2 separate regions of the Mustela erminea genome follow, and region 2 is linked to region 1. Evidence: chromatin contacts called from public Hi-C data. All regions are on one chromosome and are shown on one strand. The core of a region is the stretch at or near the end of the contact, and the rest is flanking DNA. Distances in the headings are between cores, read along the strand shown. Region 1 overlaps LOC116567092. Region 2 holds the start of JUN (transcription factor AP-1).

Evidence for each region. A called contact is a pair of places that touch in the nucleus more often than the background predicts.
Region 2: a contact with region 1 is called in a Hi-C map of fibroblasts, with 2.4 times the contacts expected there. The contact joins the promoter of JUN here to the enhancer-like site in region 1. A contact is called at or near these places in 2 of 3 Hi-C or Micro-C datasets (fibroblasts and skeletal muscle).

What each region holds. Positions count from the first base shown.
Region 1 is chr10:62,275,664-62,280,881 of mMusErm1.Pri, forward strand. All of the region lies in intron 1 of LOC116567092, which reads right to left. Among named protein-coding and RNA genes, the nearest start is that of JUN, 120 kb to the right of the region's middle. Within about 2 kb of position 3,063, the one cell type or tissue checked has open chromatin away from gene starts, as enhancers often do. A contact at or near this core is called in fibroblasts, where this site is marked.
Region 2 is chr10:62,390,839-62,396,056 of mMusErm1.Pri, forward strand. JUN (transcription factor AP-1) reads left to right here and starts at 2,852. Exons shown (of 1, transcript XM_032301952.1): 1 at 2,852-5,218. The coding sequence starts at 3,836. The coding sequence ends at 4,840.

The DNA of each region.
Region 1 (5,218 bases), core at 1,813-4,312:
AGGCACAGGGGCAGGAACAAAGCATGGAGTATCCAGAGAACTGGGCAGAATTCTCTGGCTAGGAATGAGCCTGGGAATATGGTGGGAGAAGAGACTAAGTGTGGGTTGAGACTAGATAGCTGAAGGGCCTTGAATGCCGCCCCAAGGAGCTTAGACTTCATCCTGTTATAACTGATAAGTCTCTGGAGCTATTCTAGCAGGCTATTTGTTTCTGGAAAGAGAGCAAACCAAACAAATCCAGGAAAAGTCACCCATCCTGGATCAAATTTCTCTCTTCAGGTTTGCAGTCCTGATTTGCTTTAAACTTTTTGTTAATGTATTCCCTGACTCCCTGTACCTCAAACACCACCCCCAAAGGAAGGTATCTCAATCGACTAGTGATTATGGGCACAAATTTCTGATGCTTTGAGTTCAGCCCAATCACAACGTAGGCTGGACTAGAGTATTTTAGCATCTCCCAGATCTACTCCCAAATGGGACTCTATGGATGAGGCTCTGGGCCAGACCCAGAGAGGCGAGAGTGGGGGGCTTCTGTCTTCTGACCACCCTCGTGGAAACTGCTCCCAGTGATTTTCTTTGGGGGAATTTATACTCTTAATTCCCTCCATTCTCCACCCCATCATGTCTGCCTGAAGACCAAATCCAAAGTCATGAAGCTCACGTGAAAATGGCAGCTGTATACTTTTCAGCTACTTGGGATGCTTAATAAATGGACCGACTTGAAAGATAAAAGTCTCCTTGTCCCCAGAGGTATTTGGACAGCCATGCTCTAGAACGGTTTCTTTCAGGCTGTAGGGAATTGGAGTCTGACAGATGTGGATTCTCCTCCTCGTCTAACTATTTCCAACCTCTGAGCCTCTGTTATCTCAGCTGTAAAATAACGATTATAATAATTCCTTCTTTAGAGGGTTTTTTAGGAAAAAAAAAACAAAAAACCAAACCAAAACAAAAAAACGAGATCATGAAGTCATGTGGCCCAATGCCAGGTACTAGTATGTGATCAGGAAAAGCTGGCAATCATCATGGTTAGCGCGGGCATCCGCCAGTGGGTGAGCTTTGTGCTGCCAATGGTGAACCAGTCATCTATTTCTGCATAAGACCTTCCCCCGGGAACATGACATGGGAAAAGTCCTATAGGCAAAGAATTGGTCATCAATACCAATGAATATTACCCAATAAAGACCATCTAGCTGCAGGAGCCAAACTTCCCATTTTGCACAAGAAAAAGTAAATTCAGAGAGAGGAATCACAGGCCCAAATCCACTAAGTCCAGTAAGCTATAGAGAGATTCCTGATGAAACCTTAGGTCTCCTGGTGCTTCCTCCCATGTTCAGTAGTGTTCTTTTAATGTCTCTGTTTTCTGTTAAGAAGCAACATTCAGGACCTTCAATGATCCTATCTTCCTTACATATACTAACTCATTCAATCCTTACAGCAACCTCAGAAGGCTGATCTTATTGTTAATCTCCATTTTATGGATAAAGGAAGTGAGAGAGAAGTTAAGTTACTTACTCAAGCCTCACTTCCAGCCAGCAGTAAAGCCTAGATGTGAGCTTGGGCTTGAAAGCCTGGGTCCTTAACCACACACACATACCAACCTTCCTAAAGTGAAAAAAAAAAGTGTATGGTGTCTCCTTCAGAGGAACCTACTTTCTAGAGGAGAGACAAAACCCCTAAGAGTGTGTAGTCACATGCTTCAGGCCCCAGGAGAGTGAGAGAGGGGGGCGGTTAACTCTGCAAGGTGAGGAGTGAGAAAACTAGGAAAGCTTCCTGGAGGAGGCAGCCTTTAGCCAGTTTCCAAAACTGGCTTGTTTTCCTCTAAGCTGCTGAGCGTAGGGGTATTCCCTACAGATAGAAGTATTCCCTACAGATAGAAGCATCTTTGCTGAGATAGGCAGATGGGAAGCGGCAGGTTTTCAGGGGCACCAGGGAGGCAGGAGGCCAGGACACCAGACATTAACTCAGTGTGTGAGAAGGACAAGTTACTTAACCTACAGAAACCTCAACTTCCTCTTCTGTAGAATGGGGATAATAATGCCTGCCTTGTGAAGCTGTTTGAATATTAAATGAGATCATGTGTATATACTTCTCAACCCAGTGTTGTTCCTCTTTCTTTATTTACCTATTATAAAACTATTTGCCTCCGTAAAATTTTTAATTGAGCTTATTTTTTTGCACTTATGCTCACAGTGGCATTAGTAATAATCCTGAGTGGGTTATTAGTCATTCATAATAATAATATAATTAATGATAATGTTAATTGCCATTGATGGAGGGCATTAAGTACTTAATATGTATAATCTATATTTATCTAATCTACTCCTCCGAACCTATCTTAAAGATAAGTATCATTATCCCCATTTTTTCAGCGAGGTTAAGAAATTTACACAAAGGTCACCGGCTAGGAAGTAGCAGGACTGGTTTTCAGACCCAGGTCTGTCTGTCCAGAAAAATACCCGGCAAACAGAGAATGCCCTGTGTTTTGAGTTCATGTTGGTCTTGGCAATGTCCCTCAGCCTCTTTCTCAGAAAGAAAACAAACATTCAAAGAGGTTTGCTAACGTGTTGGAACAAGAATGCCCTAGTGAGAGAGAGAAGGGGCCCGCTGAGGCAGGGAGATGCATCATATTTGGAGGGTGGGGTTGGGGGGGTGCCTCAACCCCTTCTCCCCAAACCCAGAGGTCCTGAAGAGAGCCTAGCTTGAGCTGGAACCTTGAACCGCCCAGAAGTCCTGGCATCTTGGCAGGTCACTGTGTGCCTTCTCAGGCTTCAGGTGGTTCTGGGAAGCCAGGGGTGTCCTGCCCGCCAGTGGAGACGCCAGGACTGCCAAGGAGGCTGCGGGCTGGTAAGCCAGCCCTTCCCCCCCGCCGTGGGTGGCTCCCAGGCAGCAGGGAGTTAATCTGCTATCTGTTGGGAAGGCTTCCAGAAACCTCCCCGCCTGTGTTTGCTCAAGGCTGGGCTCTTCAGAAACTGAAACCAGCGGGACACCAGGCCCAGCCAGCCCTCATGGGATCCTGCCTGGGTTTACCTTCTATGGGGAAGGATCAGAGGGCTGGGCGGAGCAGAGTCTGGAGCCTGGGCCGCCTGCGGATGTGGCAGGCCTGGCTGCCTTCGGCCTGAGGAGGCCCTAAAACCCCCGCCCACGCCTCCACCACCCGTCGGGACCCGCTCCAAGGCCCCAGAGAAGCACACGGGCAGACAAGCCAGGGTGGCTGGAATTCCGGGCCTGCCCCTCACCACCTCTGAGACACTGAGTCAACCACAGAACTTCAGTTTCAGTTTCTTTAGCTGTGAAATGGGGGTAAATAATGCCTGGCCTTTGGATTCAGTAACGCATGTGCAGTAACCTAACACACAAGAAACGCTTGGTTTATGTCCCCCGGTTGCTGTCCCTGTTACTATTACTGCCGTTGTTGTGCCAGTGGGTCGGGCAGCCTGCTTTGTGAGGTAGTAAGCTCCCATCGCGCAAGGAAGTCCAGCGCAAGTGGAGGGAGATGAGGAAAAAGACAAAAACAGCACAGGAAGGGATTCACGTGTGCATACCCACATACTGACCTGGTCATTTCAGAATCACCTGGGAAACTCAAGCACCACCTCCGACCCACTGAATCAAAACCCCCAAAGGCAAGATTTTCCAAAAGTACAGTTTCATTTTATAAACCACTCATCTGGACCAATCATGTCTACATTCCTCACCTTCAAAAGACCCTAATGTTAAAAAACAAAACAAAACAAAAAAACCCTAATGTTATTCCCTCCCATCCTATCAATTAAAGAGGGTAAATCAGATTTGTTAAGTCATAATTAATTCATTTGCTCACTACATAAGTTATGGACCAAAGGCCCAGAGTTCATTCCACAAATAGTCATTCACTCAACAAATATTTAGTGTGTAACTACCATGTCCCAGGCCCAGTGCTGTGTCCTGGGGGGATGGCGAAGGAGAAGGTGGACAAGACCTCTGTCCATCCCCCTGCACCCTCCAATGCCCCCCCCAGCCCCCCAGCCCCAGCGCTTCCCAATCTGGCAAGGGAATGCAGAAAATGGATTCAAATACTGACATTGAAGCCAGGAGAATCCCGCTGGGTAGAAGACACCAATATTCCGACAGTAAAAAGATGTGGTTCCATCAATAGCAAATAATGTTGACATGTCATTATAGAGAAAGGTGGATGGCGGTCCTCGGCTGTGCGCACACATATGCGCCTGCACAAGAGATGGCATGATTATTTTTATGAATCCCAAAAGGTCCAGGGTCCTTGACTCCAGAACGGCTAAGGTCTTCTGAGGAAAGGAAGACCCTTTGGACTTAATTCCTGCTTATGTGGCCAGTCTCATGGCCTGGCACACACATGAGGAACTGGCCAGTGGCCCCAAACTCTGAGCAGAGCGTGGGCTCTGAAGCCAGGCTGCCTAGGGTTGAATCCCAGCTTGATTCCTTAGTGCTGTGCGATTGTGGGCAAGGTACTGTGAGAGCACAGGCACAGAGAGGAGACCTCTGTGTGCCTGTGAATAACACCTGCTCACAGAGCTGTCCTGGGGATTACAGAGAAGGTACTGAAAGCCGTGGTAGGTGGGCATCGATTAATGAGCGGCTATTATCCTATGCTCCCTTTTGCCTTTGATGGTCTGTCTCTCTGCCTCAAGTACCCCCCTCCCTTTTTCTGTCTGGGGAGCACATAGTTGTTGGTGCCACGGCCCTCCTCTCTAGAGCCTTCCTTTCTTCCTTCAGCAGGCAGTGTGATGCTTTTTCATTTGGGTTCCTATAGTTCTTTATAGCAACCTCTCAGGGCCCCTCTCACACTGCAACTGTGTTTCTCATTGTCATTGAGGTCTTTTCCCTTCCTCTCTGCATTCTGGGTTTTGAAAAACAGGGGCTCCATTTTGTATCTTAAGGATTGTATTTATTTATTTGAGAGAGAGCGAGAATGAGAGAGAGAGAGAGAGAGAGAGAACACAAGCAGGGAGGGGCAGAGGAGAGGGAGAAGCAGGCTCCCCACTGAGCAGGGAGCCAATCCCAGGACCCTGGGATCATGACCTGACCAGAAGGCAGACACTTAACTGACTGAGGCCACATCTTTTCATCTCTAGGGACAAGATGGTCCCTGGGATAGAATAAACACTTGCCACTATCTGTTGAACTAACGAAGGATGGACAAGGGCTGGACGGACATGCCCAGGATCAGAGAATTCTAATCTGCACTTGGGTTCTGTTGGGA
Region 2 (5,218 bases), core at 1,602-4,101, 110 kb after region 1:
CATGGTGAGCAGAACTCCCCTGTAGACCTTGAGCGGGGACATGTAGCATGAACAAGAAATAAACTTCCCCTGGGGTAAGCCACTGAGATGTCTGGCTTGTTCGTTAGAGCAGCATAACCCAGCCTGTCCTGACTGATCCTGGAAGTGAGAGAGGAGGAAGGAGAGCAGGAGTGAGCATAGCAAAGGAGCCCCCTCTCTCAAGCCAAGGTCTCTGAACTCTTTCCTGGTCATAAGGGAAAGCCATGAAGGTTTCCAAGCAGCGGTGTTAACATGAACAGATCTGCTATTTTTTGGATAAAATATTCTATTTCTCAACATAAGAAGAAAATAAGCCTACTAAACCACATAAGGCAGAGAGAAACACACAGAACCCTTGGGCAAAAGATGTGTGTATATATATACTTACACACACAAAGTCCTAAGTCTTAAAGTTTCCAAATACAGGAGCTCTGAAAGGAGTTCCAGAGGATCAGACATGGTAATTAGTTCTATCCCACTGTCCAAGTGCCATTCCCCTACAGACACCCAATACTTAAGAAAGTCTTCCAGAGCAGAACAGATCCAAGGGAATGGAACAAAGACCTGAGGTTAATTTCCAGCTGTGTGACCTAAGCAAGAGCCTTAACCTCTCTGAACCTAGTTCCTCATATGTTAGATCCAAATAAAAATACCCGTACCTAGAGATGGCTGTGAGGAGAAACAGCATATTTAAATAGTTCAGGTAAATGCCTGGCTGGTGGTAGGTGTTTAATACATGAAATTTATTTTTATTACCGTTAACATAAAAAATTATTAAGAACGTCAGCTCCGTGATTACAAAAGAAAATGATTCAGGGCAACAGAATAGAGAATGTTCCTTCCTCAAGGGAAATAACTGGGTCTTGTCATCACTCTATCCCCCGACCGCAGCTCAGTGCCTGGCTCACAGGAGCGGCTCAGTTTCCCTCTGCTGCAGGAGGGAAGAGGTGAGTGCGTGGGGTGAAGAAAAGCTGTCAAGATTTCTGACACCAGCTGCTGTTGGGCCCTTGAATCTGAACTCTCAAAGCCACAAATACCGTAAAGCTCTGGGCTATAAACCCAAGGCTGAATTCCCCCTAAGTTCAGAAGCTGAAAAGCCAAAATTAGAATCTGAGAACACAAATTGCAGCAAGTCTGACTTCAAACCCCAGTCCTCCACAGGAGGTCCGGGAAAGTGCTGACTTCTGACCCTTTGCTCCCTCACCTTCCTCTCCTCACCGCTCCTCACAGGGGTAAGGACACCTGGTTCTGCCAAGTCACACTTATATTCCGCATTTCATCGAGGTTCTGGGAAACTCCGAAGGAGGGTAGAAAAGGGGTTTGTTCGGCGACCACCTCCTGGCCCTGGAGGCGACGATGTTCCACTAGCTCAGCCCAGTGAGTTGGGTCTCACCGGCCACACTTGCAGACCTGAACGAATTCAAGAGAAGTTCGGCAATTCGGTCACTTCACACCGTGGCAGCGCTGGGCACGCGAGAACCCACGATCCCCGATTTGGATATTCCTTCCGCCATACACTTTTGTCCCTAAGGGCTGCGGGGTAGGAGGAGGAAAAAAATAACCGCAGAAAAGGAACCACTTATATGTGTCTAGCGCTTCCTAGAGGCTACCCAGGATATGGGCCCACCACCTGGCCCGGAGCGGAGAGATCTTAAATCCTGGTCACTACCCCTGACTCGCTGCGTGACTTTTTTTTGAGTTATCTGACGCTCTCGGACTTGTTTTCCTGTAAACAAATCAGGACGGGAGGTGGTGTGTGTGTGTGTTTGTGGTGTGTGTGCGCGCCCGCGCGCGCGCGCGCCCGCGCGTGTGTTTGTGAACTATGGTTGCATGTTGTGCGGGGGCGGGTAGCAGACGATCACCGGGGTTCCCCAAGTTTCGGATTCCCTAAACGCGCATTCACAACTGGAAGCTGAGTTGCCCCCTCATTCTACCCCTTATAGAAAAACTTCCCCATCAAGGCAAAACTGAGCGCGCGCACCCTTTCTCCCATGGTCTGGAGGGTGCAATGGGGGTGCAACGCAGACTTCGCTGAGCACCGAGTTTCGAGCAATGCAAATCACTTGGCTTCTGGGCTCAGCCAAACAGCAGCGCCGACGATCGCTCGTGAACTTGACCAGGAGACAAACTTTGCAGCGTCCTCAACGTGGGGGGCCCGCTCTCCCGAGACCGCCCCTAAACTTAAGCCCACTTTCACTCGCCCCCACAGGGGACTTAACAGAGCCACCTTAAGGGCGGTGCTCCCGCCCCCCGGAAGTGCGGGGGGGCACACACCCGAGCGAACAGCCTCCTGCCCCGCAAGGCGGCGAAGTGCCGGTGGATAATAGCGAGCACCCCAAGTGGGGAAATACCCCACACCCAGCGCTCTCAGCCCCAGACACCTGGCCCGGTTTCCGAGCCTTCCGGGTGCCTGAGCCCCTGCATTCCCGCCCAAGCCCTGAACGTGAGCCCGCCTCGGTCAGAGGCTGCGAGAGCCCGCGTCCAACCGACTCGCTGTAGCCACCGTCACTAGACAGTCAAACCCCAAGACGTCAGCCCACAATGCACCGGGCGGGCCGGGAAAGACGCGCCGGGGAGGGGAGGGGAAAGAGCCCCGCGCGAATCGCGCGGGAGGGGGAGGGGGAGAGGAGGAGAAAGAAGGGCCCAACTGTAGGAGGGCAGCGGGGCATTACCTCATCCCGTGAGCCTCCGCGGGTCTAGAGAAGAATCTTCTAGGGTGGGGTCTCCATGGCGACGGGCGGGCCCGCCCCCTTGAGAGCGACGCGAGCCAATGGGAAGGCCTTGGGGTGACATCATGGGCTATTTTTAGGGGTTGACTGGTAGCAGATAAGTGTTGAGCTCGGGCTGGATAAGGGCTCAGAGTTGCACGGAGTGTGGCAGAACCACCGAGGCGGGAGTGGAGGTGCGCGGACTCAGGGAGGCAGGCAGACACGGGCAGGCAAGACGGCAGTGGTGTCCGAGCTGCAAATCCTATTTTCTTTTCTGTTTTCTCACCAACTGCCCAGAGCTAGCGCCTGTGGCTCCGGGGCTGGTGTTTTGGGGAGCGTCCGGAGAGCCCCTTCTCCAGCCGCCCCCAGGAGGAGAGCCCCGCTGCCCGGGAGCTGCTGACAGCGCGGAGCGAGGCGGCAGTCCGTCCGGGGAAGTCCGGAGAGCGGCTGCAGCGGCCAAGAACTTTCCTGGCCAGGAGGACAGGGGACAAGTGGCCCGGGTCCCGGAGCGAACTTTTGCAAAGCTTTGCTGCGCGTGAAGCTGTGGCGGCGGCGGTGAAGACGAGAAGGCGGCGGAGAGAGGAGACCGAGGAGGGACGTGCGCTCAGCTTCTCTCGCACCGGTTGCTGAACTTGGGCGAGCGCGAGCCGCGGCTGCCAGGCGCCGCCTCCCCCTCGCAGCGGAGGAGGGGACAGTCGTCGGCGTCGGGGCGGCGGAGACCCGCCGCCGGCCGGCCACAGCGGGATCGGCGCTGACTGCTGCCGCCGGGAAGGCCGCTGTCGCCGGGAAGCGCATTCGTCCGCCGGCTGCCAGGAACCGCTGCGCCCGAGAGCGCTCCGTGAGTGACCGCGACTTTTCAAAGCCGGGCTGCGCGCGCGAGCTGACAAGAAGAGTGCGGGCGGCACCTGAACCCTGAGCGCCTGGGGAGCGAGCTGGTGAGCAGGGCGCAGGGGGGAGGACAGCCGGCGGGTGCGCGCGCCTCTCGAGAAACTTTCCTTGCCCAGGGCCCCGGGAGGCGCGGGTGTCCCCCGCTCGCCAGCGCGCTGTTGCGGCCCCGAAACTTCTGCGCGCAGCCCAAACTAACCCCACGTGAAGTGACGGACTGTTCTATGACTGCAAAGATGGAAACGACTTTCTACGACGATGCCCTGAATGCCTCGTTCCTCCAGTCTGAGAGCGGCGCCTACGGCTACAGTAACCCCAAGATCCTGAAACAGAGTATGACCCTGAACCTGGCCGACCCGGTGGGTAGCCTGAAGCCGCACCTCCGGGCCAAGAACTCGGACCTCCTCACCTCGCCCGACGTGGGGCTGCTCAAGCTGGCCTCGCCCGAGCTGGAGCGCCTGATAATCCAGTCCAGCAACGGGCACATCACCACCACGCCGACCCCCACGCAGTTCTTGTGCCCCAAGAACGTGACAGACGAGCAGGAGGGCTTCGCCGAGGGTTTCGTGCGCGCCCTGGCCGAACTGCACAGCCAGAACACGCTGCCCAGCGTCACGTCGGCGGCGCAGCCGGTCAGCGGGGCGGGCATGGTGGCTCCGGCGGTGGCTTCGGCGGCGGGTGGCAGCGGCAGCGGCGGCTTCAGTGCCAGCCTGCACAGCGAGCCGCCGGTCTACGCCAACCTCAGCAACTTCAACCCGGGCGCGCTGAGCGGCGGCGGTGGGGCGCCCTCCTACGGCGCTGCCGGCCTGGCCTTTCCCGCGCAGCCCCAGCAGCAGCAGCAGCCCCCGCAGCCGCCGCACCACCTGCCCCAGCAGCTCCCCGTGCAGCACCCGCGGCTGCAGGCCTTGAAGGAGGAGCCGCAGACGGTGCCCGAGATGCCCGGGGAAACGCCGCCCCTGTCCCCCATCGACATGGAGTCGCAGGAGAGGATCAAGGCAGAGAGGAAGCGCATGAGGAACCGCATAGCTGCCTCCAAGTGCCGGAAAAGGAAGCTGGAGAGGATCGCCCGGCTGGAGGAAAAAGTGAAAACCTTGAAAGCGCAGAACTCGGAGCTGGCGTCCACGGCCAACATGCTCAGGGAACAGGTGGCACAGCTTAAACAGAAAGTCATGAACCACGTTAACAGTGGGTGCCAACTCATGCTAACGCAGCAGTTGCAAACGTTTTGAAGAGAGACTGTCGGGGGCTGAGGGACAACAGAGAAAAAAAAATTACACAGAGAGACAGACTTGAGAACTTGACAAGTTGAGAGAGCGAGAGAGACAGAGAAAAGAAGTGTCCAAGGACTAAAGCCAAGGGTATCCAAGTTGGACTGGGCGGCGTCCTGACGGCGCCCCCAGTGTGCACGAGTGGGAAGGACTTGGCGCGCCCTCCCTTGGCATGGGGCCAGGGAGCGGCTGCCTGCGGGCTGCCCCGCTTTGCGGACGGGCTGTCCCCGCACGAACAGAACGTTAGACTTTTCTTTAACATTGACCAAGAACTGCATGGACCTAACATTCGATCTCATTCAGTATTAAAGGGGGGGAGGGGGAGGGGTTCCAAACTGC